2 separate regions of the Mus musculus genome follow, and region 1 is linked to region 2. The links are chromatin contacts, called in public Hi-C maps. All regions are on one chromosome and are shown on one strand. Each heading gives the region's core, a stretch centred on a gene start, on an enhancer-like site or on the middle of the called end of the contact. The rest is flanking DNA. Distances are from core to core; before and after follow the strand shown. Region 1 has its middle 16 kb from the start of Gm34079. Region 2 holds the start of Gm51462 (a long non-coding RNA gene).

What was found. Hi-C and Micro-C count contacts between places; a contact is called where the count stands out from the background.
Region 1: a Hi-C map of double positive thymocytes shows a contact between it and region 2, with 3 times the contacts expected there. The contact joins two enhancer-like sites. A contact is called at or near these places in 5 of 484 Hi-C or Micro-C datasets (B cells, DN3 thymocytes, Sertoli cells and 2 more) and 4 of 115 datasets of contacts at active chromatin or transcription factors (the 230-238 cell line, double positive thymocytes, memory CD8 T cells and 1 more).

The regions. Positions count from the first base shown.
Region 1 is chr7:67,501,025-67,508,282 of GRCm38.p6, reverse strand. No RefSeq gene overlaps it. Among named protein-coding and RNA genes, the nearest start is that of Gm34079, 16 kb to the left of the region's middle. Within about 2 kb of position 5,117, at least 44 of the 459 cell types and tissues checked have an H3K27ac peak or open chromatin away from gene starts, as enhancers often do. A contact at or near this core is called in double positive thymocytes and memory CD8 T cells, where this site is marked.
Region 2 is chr7:67,417,232-67,424,090 of GRCm38.p6, reverse strand. It overlaps Gm51462 (a long non-coding RNA gene), which reads right to left and starts at 4,932. Exons shown (of 2, transcript XR_003946700.1): 1 at 4,856-4,932; 2 at 4,592-4,780. Within about 2 kb of position 2,045, at least 35 of the 459 cell types and tissues checked have an H3K27ac peak or open chromatin away from gene starts, as enhancers often do. A contact at or near this core is called in double positive thymocytes and memory CD8 T cells, where this site is marked.

The sequences.
Region 1 (7,258 bases), core at 3,868-6,367, 81 kb before region 2:
ACAAGAGAGAAAAACTGCCCGCTAAAGGGACAAAAAATTTGAATGAATGTTTCCCAGAGAAGATTGGCTGTAAACATCCAAAACCAAGAGAAAAGAAGCTCACCATCAGAGCCATTCGGGAAGCAGTGAGAACCAGGAGCCACCACTTGGTCCTTACCATTTTCCTAAATGGTGAGCAATGATGTTGACAAGAAGGGTGGCGAGTGGCTCTGGCATCACTGCTGGTAGAATATACAGTCCTGCTTAATGTTTACAGGAAGTAGGCTCACCGTGCCTCCAATGGCTAACCGGAGACAATAGTGCGTGCTTTCCCTAACTACTCAAAAGTGGGCACAACTCTAATGTCTGTGGATGTGGCTCAATAAAGTGCAGTATCTCCACGTGGCGTGGCGTGGCGTGGTGTGTGGTGTGTGGTGTGGTGTGGTGTGGTGTGGTGTGGCGTGGCGTGTGGTGTGGTGTGGTGTGGTGTGGTGTGGTGTGGTGTGGTGTGGTGTAGTCCAGACATAAAAATGAATAAGCTACTAGCAGTGGGTACTAGCAGTGGATACAACATGGAGAGACCCTAAACACATTATTGCATAAAATGTAATGAAAAGAGTCAGATACACAAGTCCACAAGCTGCATGAGTCCAGTTTTAAGAAATGTCTAAAGTCTTCAAATCTATAGGGATAGAAAGTAGATTAATGGTTTCCAGGGGCTGGGGGATAGATGATGATTGATAATGGATATGGAATTGGGGGGCAGGAAAATGGTCTGGAATTAATGAACATCATATAACCTTGTAAATAAATACACTGGAGACCAATGAATTTTATCTCAGTTTAGTCAAACCTGGTGATGCAGCTTTGCCTTACGTGTCTGTTAATAAACATGGGCTATACCAACAGTCCTTGCAGAAGCTCTCGATAAAACTGCTGTCACCGTGGCTGGATGTGACGGGAGGAGGAACGGTGTTAGTGGCCCATCTAGGGTTTGTTCTCGTGGCTTGTGTTAACTAATGTCCATCACTATGACAAAGCACCTTCTGAGAAAAGAAAGGTAGAAGCCGAAAGCTGTATTGTAGCTCAGGGTCCCTGAGGTCTCAGCCCATGATCAGCAGCCTCTGTTGCTTTGGCGTGGGGTGAAGCAGGACACCGGGGCAGAAAGAGCGTGTGTGAGTGGGAGCGGCCGGGAGACCGAGCACCTAGGTCTGCATCCTCCAAAACACAAGCCTGGAGACTCGCCTCCTCCAGCTGGGGCTCTGCCTCAAATAGCCCATCGCACTATGGAGTCACTATTGTAGTGAAGGCCCCAAAGCTCTCCCTGAACATGAGACACTGTTGAACGGATGTGTTTAAGATGTGTGGGGAAGAATGAAGTCCTAAGAAGTCCTTTGAAGGAGTTGGAAATCCCACTTGCCTGTTGCCCACATCCCGGGGCTGTTTTGGTCCCATTCTTTATCTGGAACAAAGATGTATAGGGAGGGATTATTTACCAGAAAGCCTTATCTTTTCAGTAAAAATTATTAAATATTCACAATATTATCAAGTAGTCTCAAAATAAGCCAAGGCACTTTGTAATTCTCTGAAACTGGTAGAAGTTACTGTTAGATTCACAGGCCAAAGAGTTAGCCCCACTCTGTGAGAGCATGCAGACTCGGTGGTCAGAGCTGTCGTGATCTAAATAACGCACAGAGAGTTTTAAGTCTCCTTCGGTGTGTGCCGCTTGTTTTCAGGTGTCTGGGCTGTTAGGGAATCTTAGGAAAGCACAGATCCCTGTCCTGACATCATTAGTGTAAGCGACTACTTGAGAGAGCCTAAGAAAGCTGGTTGTGAGCTGCTCTTATAGCTCCACCGTTCAGGAAAGCAGCAGGCAGACCCCTACGAGGGAAGCCTGGTGCCTGGCTCAGGTTGGGAACAGTCTCAGTCCCATCGCCTTCTGGGAATTCTCAGTGCAGTGTTTATTCCCATCACTTCTAATTCAAATTAAAATGCCTTGCTGTGATTACAAAAGCAATTCTGTGGGCCAGAGCAGCCCATGAAGACAATGCCTAAGTTACCACCCCAGCATGTATGGTTACTATATCTTCTCTGTGTGTGTATGTGTATTTCATGTGTTTTTAAACCTAACTTTTGTTCTGTTATATTTGGAAATATCAGCTCCCCCACATTTTTGCTATGCTGTACCCATTCACTTAAGACGGCAAACAAGAGATTAATTCTTTAATAAGCAAGCATTGGATTGCTGCTGCTGTTTTAAACACGTCCATTTAGCTCTCTTCAAGCCGAGAAACCTTGGAAAATTGTATCCTTTTTTTATGTCAAATAAAATTTTTAGTAGAGCCATGCAATATGATTTAAGTCAGAGAATACTTGAGTTCCTGTGACCGCATGCCACTGCCATAGATCTCATCAAAGGTTTGTCAAAATCAGTTCTGCTTAGCGCATTGTTCAAGGGCAACAACAAAACTGTCCGCGACTGGATCCATTCAGCCTTTGATGCTAAATGCACTGTGTTGGTTTGCATCTGAAGCATGGCCAAAACAGGGTCTCTGAGAAATGGGAGGTGGGATCTAGTGAGAGTTGAGGCAAACAGCTTCGGAGAAGAGTTGTGTTAATGCCAAGGAGAAAAATGGCACCAACATCGGGACAGCAGCAGGAGGCTGGGGTGGGGGTGGGGAGGCTGCAGAAGAGCAGAGCATCCCATCCTTTTGGAACCTCGGTGGCCCAGGAGCTCTGCAGACAAGCAAGTGTGAAGAGATTGGAAGGAGGAGAGGAAGGTGTGGAGGCCTGGGAGACAGAACTACCACCGCTTAGCGCAAGCCTTAAAACTGAGTGTGGGCTTCCCAGTGTCCATGTCTCCTCGCTGTCTTTCGTATTAATGTTATACCCTGTGCTCAGTGGAAGAGAATCTAGTCATAAGGAAAGAACTGTGGTGAGCTGGGACCTCCAACACCACCAAGCCAGAGCCCAGGGATTCAGTGCTGGCTCTTTGCTGTCCTGGGCGCTGGGCACTCCTGCCAGCAGCTGAGATTGCCCTGGACTATCCAGGCTCGTGACGGTGATGACATTGGTGCTGTGAACAAGGTTAGGGTCCAGTGTCTAGACCGTACGTGAACTGCCCTCAGCTTACTCTATAGGAAGCTAAGCTAAGTGGATGATGGTGATTTGACAGCCCAATAAGGCAAGCCCAGAATCAAGGTACTGTACGCTACTTCAGAGGAGACGATGCATGGCCCTCTACAGAAATCCCCTGGGTTTGCCATATTTGGCAGAAGAAGAGTCATAAGAAATACTGAAACTCTGAAGACAAGCATAGAAACATGAGATTAAAGGACAGAGTCATCTGATACAACCAATATCAAAAGAGAGCAAGAAATAACTTGACTTCCACATGTGCCTGTGGCCACCTTCCGGAGTTGTCTTCACATGCCACCTTCCTCTGGGCCACTCTTGCCCAGTCCCTTATCTCTGCGGGGAATCTCACTGATGTGTCTCAATTGGCAAACCTATCTCAGAGGAGGTGGAACATTCCACAAATAGAACTCATCCCACCCCACCCACCCCGCCCCACCTCACCCTTGGGTTCCTTTCAGGATCCCTCTTGAGTCACTTTGCCAAGCCTGCCACATGCAAATGCAGACCATCTCCATAGATCTGTCCTCTGCTTCTGCTGGGCAAGGCCAGCGTTGCCGGTCAACAGTTGGAGAGCATTGACCTGGAACTGAGGCCAGAGTGCGCACTGCATTGTTCTCATTAGCAATATTGACATGTGACATAATTCTCGTCCCTCTTGTACAGAAAGGCCCTTCCAGAAAAACCCAAGAGTTTTACATGGAATGTTTCATGTGGTGGTCTTCACTAGAGCCTTTTTGAGAACATGCCGTCCAGTACCTCAGCTTCAAATGGCCACTGTAGCTGACAAGACAATGCTCACTCCCAAGCTTTGACTGTGAGGCTGCTTGCTTTCCGAACCTGCTGCTCCTTCCTAGCAAGATTGTCTGATGCTATTTGTACTTATACAAAAATTCTCCACCCAATGATATCCTGGCTCCTCTGAAACACACACACACACACACACACACACACACCCCAAATGCAGCTGAAGTCTGGGAAGAAGTCACACTCAGACCAGCAACGAAAAGGAAACTTAAAACCACCTAGGACTCACCACTCTGTACAACACTATAAGAACAAAACAAAACAAAACAAAACAAAACAAAACAAAACAAAACAAAACAAAAAGTCTTTCCTAAAGGTTTGTACTCAGGTGAACGCCTGGATATCTGCACTCGGAGGTAGAGATGAAGATTCTGATCCATGTTCATTATCCAGAGTTGAGGACTCTAATACATGTTCATTATCAGGAGTTGAAGCCAGACTCAGCTACATGTTCATTTAAAGATTCCTCCCTGCTCTGCTTAGGGAAAAAAAAATTGAGGGCATAAATAATGAATGAATGAATAACTAGCTGTCATGCTGATGTCGAGTCTAAGAAGCAAGCCACTGTACTCTCAGACTCAGGGAGCCTGCTCTCTAGCTGTTCTGGCCTATATAGAGGTTTAAGAATATCCAGACATGTATCTGTTACATGAAATAATCACCTTGGTCCTAAAAATACTCTCTTGCTACTAATTCAATTAAAAAAATGCAGTGGGAACGCTTAATGAAGCTTTCTAGGTGGTTAAAACTCTGCTGCCAGAAAAAAATCCTATTCTTAGAACCTCACAGTCAAATGGCAGGAAACAGAAGGTACACCCTCGGCAGAGAAGTGCCAGCTCTCGAGCACATCTTGTGAGACCTCACTGAGCAGAGCTGAGGCAGGGCAGCTGCACAGGGCTTTCGTGTATAGTGTTGTGCCCCTCGGGGAGAGGGCAATTGATGAGAGGCCAGATGCCCTTGGGACACTCAGGACTAGTTGAAACCATCCTACCCCACCTTGCTTTGATGATGCTGATGGATAAGATAAGTTTTCATTTTTCAGCACCTGGTGTTAACAAGGCAGACTTTACAGCATCAAAACAACAAAGGAAAAAAACCAAAACAACGTTTACAGATTGGCAGTGTATCAGGGAGCAGAGAGCAGCAAGGGAAGTGGGGAGATCTTACAACAGACACCAGCAGTGTGAAAAGATGACTTGCCTCAAAGCCAAGGGGAGACAGAGCGTGCCTTGGTGGGCTTTGTGGAGAGACCCACGGATGGGGCCAGGCTGGTGGGGGGAGTCGATGGAACAGAGCCCCTAGGAGGTGTCACCAAAACCAGCCCCCACCCACTCCTTTCTAGGGTCTCAGCCTCTTCTTCCTGCCGGGCACAAGTGTGAGGCAGGGCACACCTTGGAAGGCCAGTCTGTAATAATGAAGTCCCAATGCTAGAAGGAAGCCAATGCTTCCATGGCTTGAGCCAGCAAGCTGAGCTGTGTACACCGGAATGCCATCCCTCCTTAGCAGTCCTGAGAGAGTGTTGTGGGAACAGATACTTGCACCCACATTAGACAAAGAACATGGAGGAGTTGAAGCTAAAATTTCACAGCCTGATTGCAAGAGATTCAAGGTTAAATTTTACTCATTTACTCTGGGACTGGAGTGGGCTGTACTGAACTGGGGCCCATCCCCAAGGGAAAAACAGACTGACTGTAACAAAAACGGACCACGTGAATACAAGTTCCCAAGAAGGAGGAGGTGAGGGAGGCAGATGTGGCCAGAGAGTCTGAAGGATGCAAAGCCGTCAGACAGGAAACGGCCAGGGAGGAATGCTCCAGACAGAACTGTGTGGTGGGCAGCTCTGAGGTAAGCAGATGCTGGGTGTGTCCTGGGACTGAGGGAAGACAAGTATGACCAGACATGGTAAGAAATGGACCAAGTCTGGGCTAGAGAGATGGTTCAGCCGTTAAGGGCACCGATTGCTCTGGCAAAGGACCGAGGTTTGAGTCCCAGCACCCACATAGCAACTCTCAACTCTCAACCCCCGTTCACAGAATCCGACCCCCTCTTCTGGTTTCTATGGACAGGTCATGTGAGTGAGTCACATATACACACAGAGGTAAAACACCCATACACATTAAAGAAAATGATTTTTTAAAAGTTAGAGAAATCTGCAGAGTCAGGGGCAGTGAGGATATCCAACCACAGGCTAGACCTGCCAACACTGTGTGCCAAATATAGTAGAGGCTTGTGGGAATTCAAGAGATTACCCAAGATACAGGACCTTGGGGACAGGGCTACCCACAAGAAAACCTCACTTTTGGATAGCTCAAAAAGATCAGACATGTATGGATGAGCGAGGAAACGAGAAAGAAAGTCAAAGTAGAGACCTTGGCATCTAGCCCCTACACTCTCATGACTCCACAGTATGGTAGTAAGCTCTCTGGTACTATAACAAAACACCTTGAATAACCTACTTATGAAGGGGGGAAAGGGTTGTTTTTGTTCACAGTGTTGATGGTTGCAGCCTGATTGGCTGTCTCTGTTGCTTTGGCCATGTGGTGAGGCAGCGCACTATGGTGGGAACATATGATGGAACGAAGCTTCCCACCTCATGGACAGGAATCATGAGAATAGGAAGAAGCTGTTGGCCCGGAGTCCTCTCCAAGGGCATGTCCCCAGTGACCTAAGGACCTCCTCTTCTGCCCTACTTCTTAAAGGTTCTACTATCTCGCCAAAGCCCTACTCTGGGGACCAAGCCTTTAGCGCATGGCCACCAAGGACATTAAACATGTATACTCTTACAGTCTATGTCCCTGGCTCACAGGGCAAGGGGGTGGACATGACTCCTTCTGGAGAAGGTTTTCCTGAAGTCTTAATCTCCATTGTCTACCAAATACCACCATGCCCACCCGAAGCACCCTTAGGTGGGTTGTGGTTGAAGAAATTGAGGGCCATATGCTTATAGGGCTCAGGACATCTAAGCTCATTCCTGGGAAATAAGGAAGTGTAGCATCCCTGGCTTGAAGCGACTCTTGCGAATGTGGAATGATGTGGCTTCCGTATCTTCTTACTTATGAAAATAATCCCGGATCCTAAAATCGCTGCACATTTTCTAAAAAGCTGCCTTCATGCCACAGCTGTCTATGGGCCAGAAGTTTGTGGAGGGAATTTGGGCCCTTCCTCTGGAAGCTGTGGTCAACTTCCCAGGTGTCCCCACGGGGCCTTCTCAGGTTCTGGGACTCCCCAGCTGCTGCTGCTGCTGCCCTGTGGTTTCAGTGTGCTGGGATTATTAATGCCAGATGTTCTTAATGCCTTAGAAATAAAGGATCCTCCTGATGAAAACCAGACATAGTTC
Region 2 (6,859 bases), core at 796-3,295:
GTGATGTCTGTGAAGATTCTGCTGGGGGATGAAATGGGATCCTACTTGTGAAGATTCCCAGGCACATCCGTTGTTCATAGTACCAAGGGGCCATTCAGAAACACAGGTGACCAGAATGTAGCTTCCTCTTCGGTATCATCAGCACCAGTGAGGTTCAGGCAGGACCTTGCCTGGACTATTTAGAGGTTGGTATATGCAGAGAAAGCCACCCCACTCAGTCTCCAGAGTACCCCAAAGCCATCATGCAAGTGTCTCTGGTCTCCAGGGGTGTTGATCATCAGTCTCCTAACATAATATAGCACTTTATTCGTGTGCCTTCTAGAATTGTCCCTGGAGGCTTTGGCCTCCATTCAACACACTACCTGACACCCAACTCTTTACTTCAGGAGCTATACGGGACATGGAGTTCCCATGTAATTAGCTCAAAATTAATTTAGCCACAATGGCTTATTATTAGATTTAATTATAAATGAAATGATTCACCAGGGATGTTTTACTTTGTAAACAAGCACCTTGGAGTCGACGGGGAATTTAGATTTTTTTTCCCTCTCTCTCTTTCTTTCTAGTCTCTAATCACTGAAAGGTCTTTCACAAAATGGTGACCACAACCCCACCCCACCCCCAAAGTCATTTGGATATAGCTTTGAAGGCGAGTCCTTTGGTGTTCTGGCCTGGGATGAGATATTCAGTTCCTGAGCAGCCTGCTGGGTGAGAGAAGGTGCTCTTTGCTGAAATTAACACAGTGTCCAAAACCATCCCGTCCTTTCTCATGATCTCAGGCACTCATGGGGCTAAAGCAGCTGCTGAAGTTACAGAGTTTAAAAAACAAGGTGGGGGTGGTCCAGGCTACGGAGTTCCCCCAAGCCCCTCGCAGGTGATATATCTCAGCCTAAGAGGATACCACAGGAGTGCTAGACAAGGATGATCACAATCTATGTTTTCCATTTAAATGCTTAAGGTGCAATAAAACAGAAAGCACCCATTACCATTGTGATTTCATGGCAATATACACACATCTGAGTTAAAGGCAGGTCATTTGGAAGGAAATTATACACATTTTTGGAAAGTAAACTTTAAGGTAAGTGAAAGCTAAACAAGGAACTATAGGGCTGGCTCTGTGGACAAAGTGCTTTGCCGGACAGGCATGGGGACTGAGTTTGAATCTTCAGGACCCATATAAAAGAAACCAGATGTGGCTGGGAACACCTGTAATCCCAGCACTGGGCAGCCAGAATCAAGGTGTTAGGGAGGGTTGGGGCAGGACTATGGTTGGAGACAGGTAGATCTCCACAGCTTACTGGTCAGTCTATCCAGCCAATCAGGGCGCAGCAAGTTCAGCAAGAGACTGTCAAAACAAAAACAAAAAAAAAAACAAAACAAACAAACAACAACAACAAAAACAAGGAGAGGCATGGTAGAGGAAGACACCTATATCAACCTATGGCCTCTACACACATCTACTAGCACCTGCATGCACGTGTGTGTGTGTGTGTGTATGTGTGTGTGTGTGTACGCGCCTGCACTCACACAAGTGGGACATGCTGTTATATTCTTGTCATCTCAGCATTTGGAAGGCTGAAGATAGGAGGATCTTGTGTTAGAAGCTAGCCTGGGCCATATAGTGTGTTCAAGGCCCACGTGAGCTATGTGAGATCCTGTCTCAATAAAACAAGACAGTACAACAACAACAACAACATGACATGTGACAAGAGCCATGATTAATGCATGAGAGATGGTGTCTCAGAGCCCAGCTCCGTGGTAAGAGAGAGGTTGGCAGCTCGCTGAGGAGTGTCACCTACAACCTTAGTAGAACTTTTGGGTCTCTGCCTCATTCCAGGGCTCCTCGGGTAGAACTGGCATTTTAATCTCGTTCTTAGGAGGTTGTCGGAACCTTTAGAATTTCAGAAAGTTGTCTAAGAAAACCCTGGGGCAGAATCCCCTGGCATGACTTAGATTGCCTAACAACATAAAGCACCTAGCTGAGTTCACACTGACAAAACCCGGTAACGTCTTGATGATCTGTGCCGGGTTTCCACTATGTCAGGGGCTAGGCCACCCCAGTGACCTTCCTTTTCCTGTGTAAAAGCATGACCTCATTTGGCCCTAGAGCAGAGCCCAGGAAGTCTTGCCTGTGTGTAGATGAAGGAGTGCAGGGCAGAAGCAGGCTTGGATGGCTTGGGATGGCTTCCCGGCAACTCATGGCTGAGCCTAAAGAGAATGTTGGAAGGACCTGCAGAGAGGCTGCCAGCTGCAGGGGCCAGAAGATAAGAGTGTTAATTTAGCTTGGCTGCCATCCAGTAAGCTGAGCAAAGCGAGGCCTACAAGCTCAGGGTAAAAATAAATAAATAAATAAATAAAAATAAGTTGGCAGCTGTTTCGGCTCCCTTTGTAACACTAGCTACACGGATCCCGCACATCTCCAGTGCCCGTTAGGCACTATGTCAGAAACCTGGAGTGGTTGTTCCCCTGTCCCTCAGCAAAACCCCGGCAGGTTCATGTTCTCACCTCCATTTCATGGGGAGGGTGAAGTGGCTCTGGCCATCGTGAGTTGCCTGTGGCCACTCAGTCCTCGGCTCACCCCCACCATTTTCTGCAGCCTTAAGCAGGAAGTGGAAATAGGCTGGCTGTTTTTAAAGCTCCATCAGGACCAAACCCTAGCAGATGCTGGGTTTAAAGACTGCTCCTGTATCCTAACACAGGGTTTCAGAAAGGAGAGCAGTGTCTTCCTCGCTCTCAGCTTGCAGACACTGTCTCCTCAACCCTCTCCACACTGGTGCAGACAAGAGTCACTGTTAGCCACGTGGCAGACTGAGAGACTAAGCAAGTTGCCAAAACACTCATCTTAAGACTTGTGCACCTGTGACAAATAGCCCACGTGGTTGCCCTTCTCTGAGCTGCCAGAAAAGATGTAATGGGGTCACACAATGCACCTGATACATGGCAGAGCCTCAGTACAGGAACTCTGACCTCTCTCTCCCTTTCTCCTCCTCCCCCCACCCCCTTCCTGTCTCTCTCTGAATGGGCCTGGACACTCCGCTCAGTTTCTTCCATGCGTCCCAGAGACACCTGAAGAGAGCAAGACAAACTGTCCAAATTGGAAAGGATTCTCCTGCTGACAAAGGAGTTGGAGAATTTTTCCCTTAAATGCTGTGTCTCAACATCTTTAATCCATCCACATTAAAAAAAAAAAGCAACTATTTTGCATCCTTGCTTAATATTATTTGAAATTTCTAATGGAATTAAATACTATGATTCAAAGCCAAACAAATTATGTATATTTAATATGCTTCATGAAACAGTAACTACCCTTTGAGATTCTGATGCCAACAAAGACAGCCTGTCTGCTCCCAGTTGAGTCTTAATAGATGAAGCAACTGTCCGACTATGGTGACTGTGTATGGACAGGAAGCCAGACCTCCACTTGTTTCATGTACCTGGGACCCCAAAATGCACTGGACCCTGTGAAAAACATACACTCTCAATGCTCTCCCTGCATTGATAAGTAAAGGTGGACTCATCAAAACCTTACCTGCCTTTTGGACAAAGTGATTGGCCAGGAGGTGGGCACATCCCACATATGGACCAATCACAGAACCTTTCATCTATCCCGGGCTACAGGGGTTGGTTTAAGAGGTTCATCACTTTATCTCCACCTGCCTGGACTTTTGGAAATGTTGGTGCCTGGGGTAGTTAAGGAGGGGAAGAGGGTTCTACTCTAATCTGGAAACTACAGTGCTACCACATGGGGCATGGAGTGGTCTGAGACAATGAAACCCACACTCAAAGAGAGGCCCAGGTGGGAGCGGAGAAGGGGGAAGGACCGTCCAGGAAAGGCGTTGCTCTCGGCTTCTGTGGGCTCCATTGTCCCAGTGGATGGTGCCAACCTGTCTCCCTCGTGGCTTGGCTGCATGAAGCGATGGTTTCTCTTATTTTAGCTATGATTTGTTTAGTTAAGCTTTCCTTCCAACCCTCAGCCATGAACAGGAACAACCTGGCTAAACCGAGGATGGCATTGCTGTCCTGGGTAATTGGGTTTGATCGTCCCTGCACAACTATGGTTTCCTCCCTCGGCTGCTTCTCTCTCAGTCTTTCTATCCTTACACTTCTTTGGTTCGTTTAAAACACATCCTTTTGCCCACCAACCTCCTGAGTCGTGGGTGCCTTGGCTGCTAGTTGACACTTCTCACGTCTGTTTTTTTGGGGTTTTTGGTTTTTTTTTTTTTAATCTAGGAAACCAAGGTGCCCACATGTTCCCGCTCTCTGGGCTCTGTGATCTCTGCCTGCTAACCTGACTGGACTTGACCCAACGGAGGCACCCACTCTGGCCAGGTGTGCCTCGGTGTGTGGAAGAACTAAAGCCACAGACACCTTGACAAATGCACACAGGAAGCAGCCCCACTTCCTCAGAAGCTGCCCAAACGGCTGCAATACAATTTTAGCATCTGGATCTGCAAGCAAGTCGGGCCTGGTACATTTATAAAAATCACTGGCTGAAGAAATCAGATTCCAAAATCCCATCTGGGAGTTTCCCCCCGCCCCCCCCCCCCCGCCTCTCTTTAGTGCCACACGTGTTTAGGAAGAAGTCAATGGAAATCATCACATTTAATTTTAATTTACCCAGAGACATGAGACGTGATGAGTCCAAAAGACTCAGGTGACAAATGCAAGCTCATGCAGTCGGCTATTCTGTCAACCACGGAGCCGGGGAAGCAGGAATTTGAGTCCCATTTAGCTGCATCAGCTGAGCTGAGTTTGTAAATTCTTCAAGCATTTCTTCCCCCTATTCAGAAGTAGAGGCTGTAAAGTGTCGATTTGAAATGCAATACCATTGCTACACTGACCTCAGCCTACCTACCTCTGTGTATTTGCCCGAGTAGTTGGCGAGGGGTACGGTACTGCAGCCACAGTGCAATCACCAACTTTGAGTAGGGCTTCTTGGGTTCTGAAACGTCACAAACTGGGTTAAGGTTCCAGCTAGGCACATTGTGTTACGTTATGTAATGTTTATGGAAGTCTGAGAGAACAGCAACTGCTGCCAGTCACTGTCATTCAGGCCACAACCACCACATTTGAAAGGAAGAACTTACTGGACCACTGGCCATCCAAGAAGCATACAAGCTTCCCATTGTGTGGGCGCTCAACAAGCATGGATTCCTTCTGACTGTCCGCCGCCATTGGCACTTTTTGCTTCGCATAATTATGAAAATGAGTCTTAGAGCAATTTAAAAAACAAAACAAACTAACCAGAAAGGCAAACCAACTAATTTTCACTTTAAATAAAGGCAGATAGTAAGACTCTGTTTTCCACTATGGAGGAAGAGAGGAACCTCCATCTTGACATCTTTCCATTTAAACTCTTCTGTTCTTTATTGACTTAAAGAATGAAAAAAAATCTATTATCAGACCCCAAGGGTGAGAGCTCATGAATATATGCTTTTTGAAAATATATAATTTTGTGGTAAAATGGCCAAATAGTTTAAGGGGAGAGAAAAATATGGTCTTATGTAACACACACACACACATACACACACACACACAATTTTCACCAACTTTTCTATAAGGTTCACCAACTTTTCAATAAGGTCCATTCAGATGACTGGTTTTTGTAAGATGTGAAATTCTAACCCACCTATATACATCCGGATTCTATAAATACACACACCCAACATACTTTTAAAAGGCGCTTATGTGCAATGGGAAACAATGAAGTCCTGAGAGCGGTGTTTGCTCAGGTTATTAAAGAAAGGTGGCAAGCATTCCTGAGGATATGAAAATTTAACATAGTCTGAGGAAACTCTTGAGTATGGTTAGTACTGCTGCCAAAAATCTCAGCTACGTATGTCAGAATGTTCAGTTGCAAGCTTCACTTTAATGAATGGAAAGACAGGGAAACTGTGGGAAGTTCCTGCATCGACACACAGCAACCTTAAACAGTCAAATCCCCAAAGTTGGCTCAGCTCACTCACTCAGGGGCCACAGGATCCAGGCATCTGATCTACTGGCTAACAAGTGGGTCGACCAGTTGCCTACAAATCAGGGCACCACAGAAGACTGAAACAGAAGCCACAGCAGCAGCGGTCGCCATCTTGGTCCGGGACCCGCCGAACTTAGGAAATTAGTCTGAACAGGTGAGAGGGTGCGCCAGAGAACCTGACAGCCTCTGGAACAGGCAGAAGCACAGAGGGGCTGAGGCAGCACCCTGTGTGGGCCGGGGACAGCCGGCCACCTTCCGGACCGGAGGACAGGTGCCCGCCCGGCTGGGGAGGCGACCTAAGCCACAGCAGCAGCGGTCGCCATCTTGGTCCGGGACCCGCCGAACTTAGGAAATTAGTCTGAACAGGTGAGAGGGTGCGCCAGAGAACCTGACAGCCTCTGGAACAGGCAGAAGCACAGAGGGGCTGAGGCAGCACCCTGTGTGGGCCGGGGACAGCCGGCCACCTTCCGGACCGGAGGACAGGTGCCCACCTGGCTGGGGAGGCGACCTAAGCCACAGCAGCAGCGGTCGCCATCTTGGTCCCGGGACTCCAAGGAACTTAGGAATTTAGTCTGCTTAGGTGAAGAAATTAGGGAAACAACACCCTTCTCAATAGCCACAAATAATATAAAATATCTCGGCGTGACTCTAACGAAGGAAGTGAAAGATCTGTATGATAAAAACTTCAAGTCCCTGAAGAAAGAAATTAAAGAAGATCTCAGAAGATGGAAAGATCTCCCATGCTCATGGATTGGCAGGACCAACATTGTAAAAATGGCTATCTTGCCAAAAGCAATCTACAGATTCAATGCAATCCCCATTAAAATTCCAACTCAATTCTTCAACGAATTAGAAGGAGCAATTTGCAAATTCATCTGGAATAAC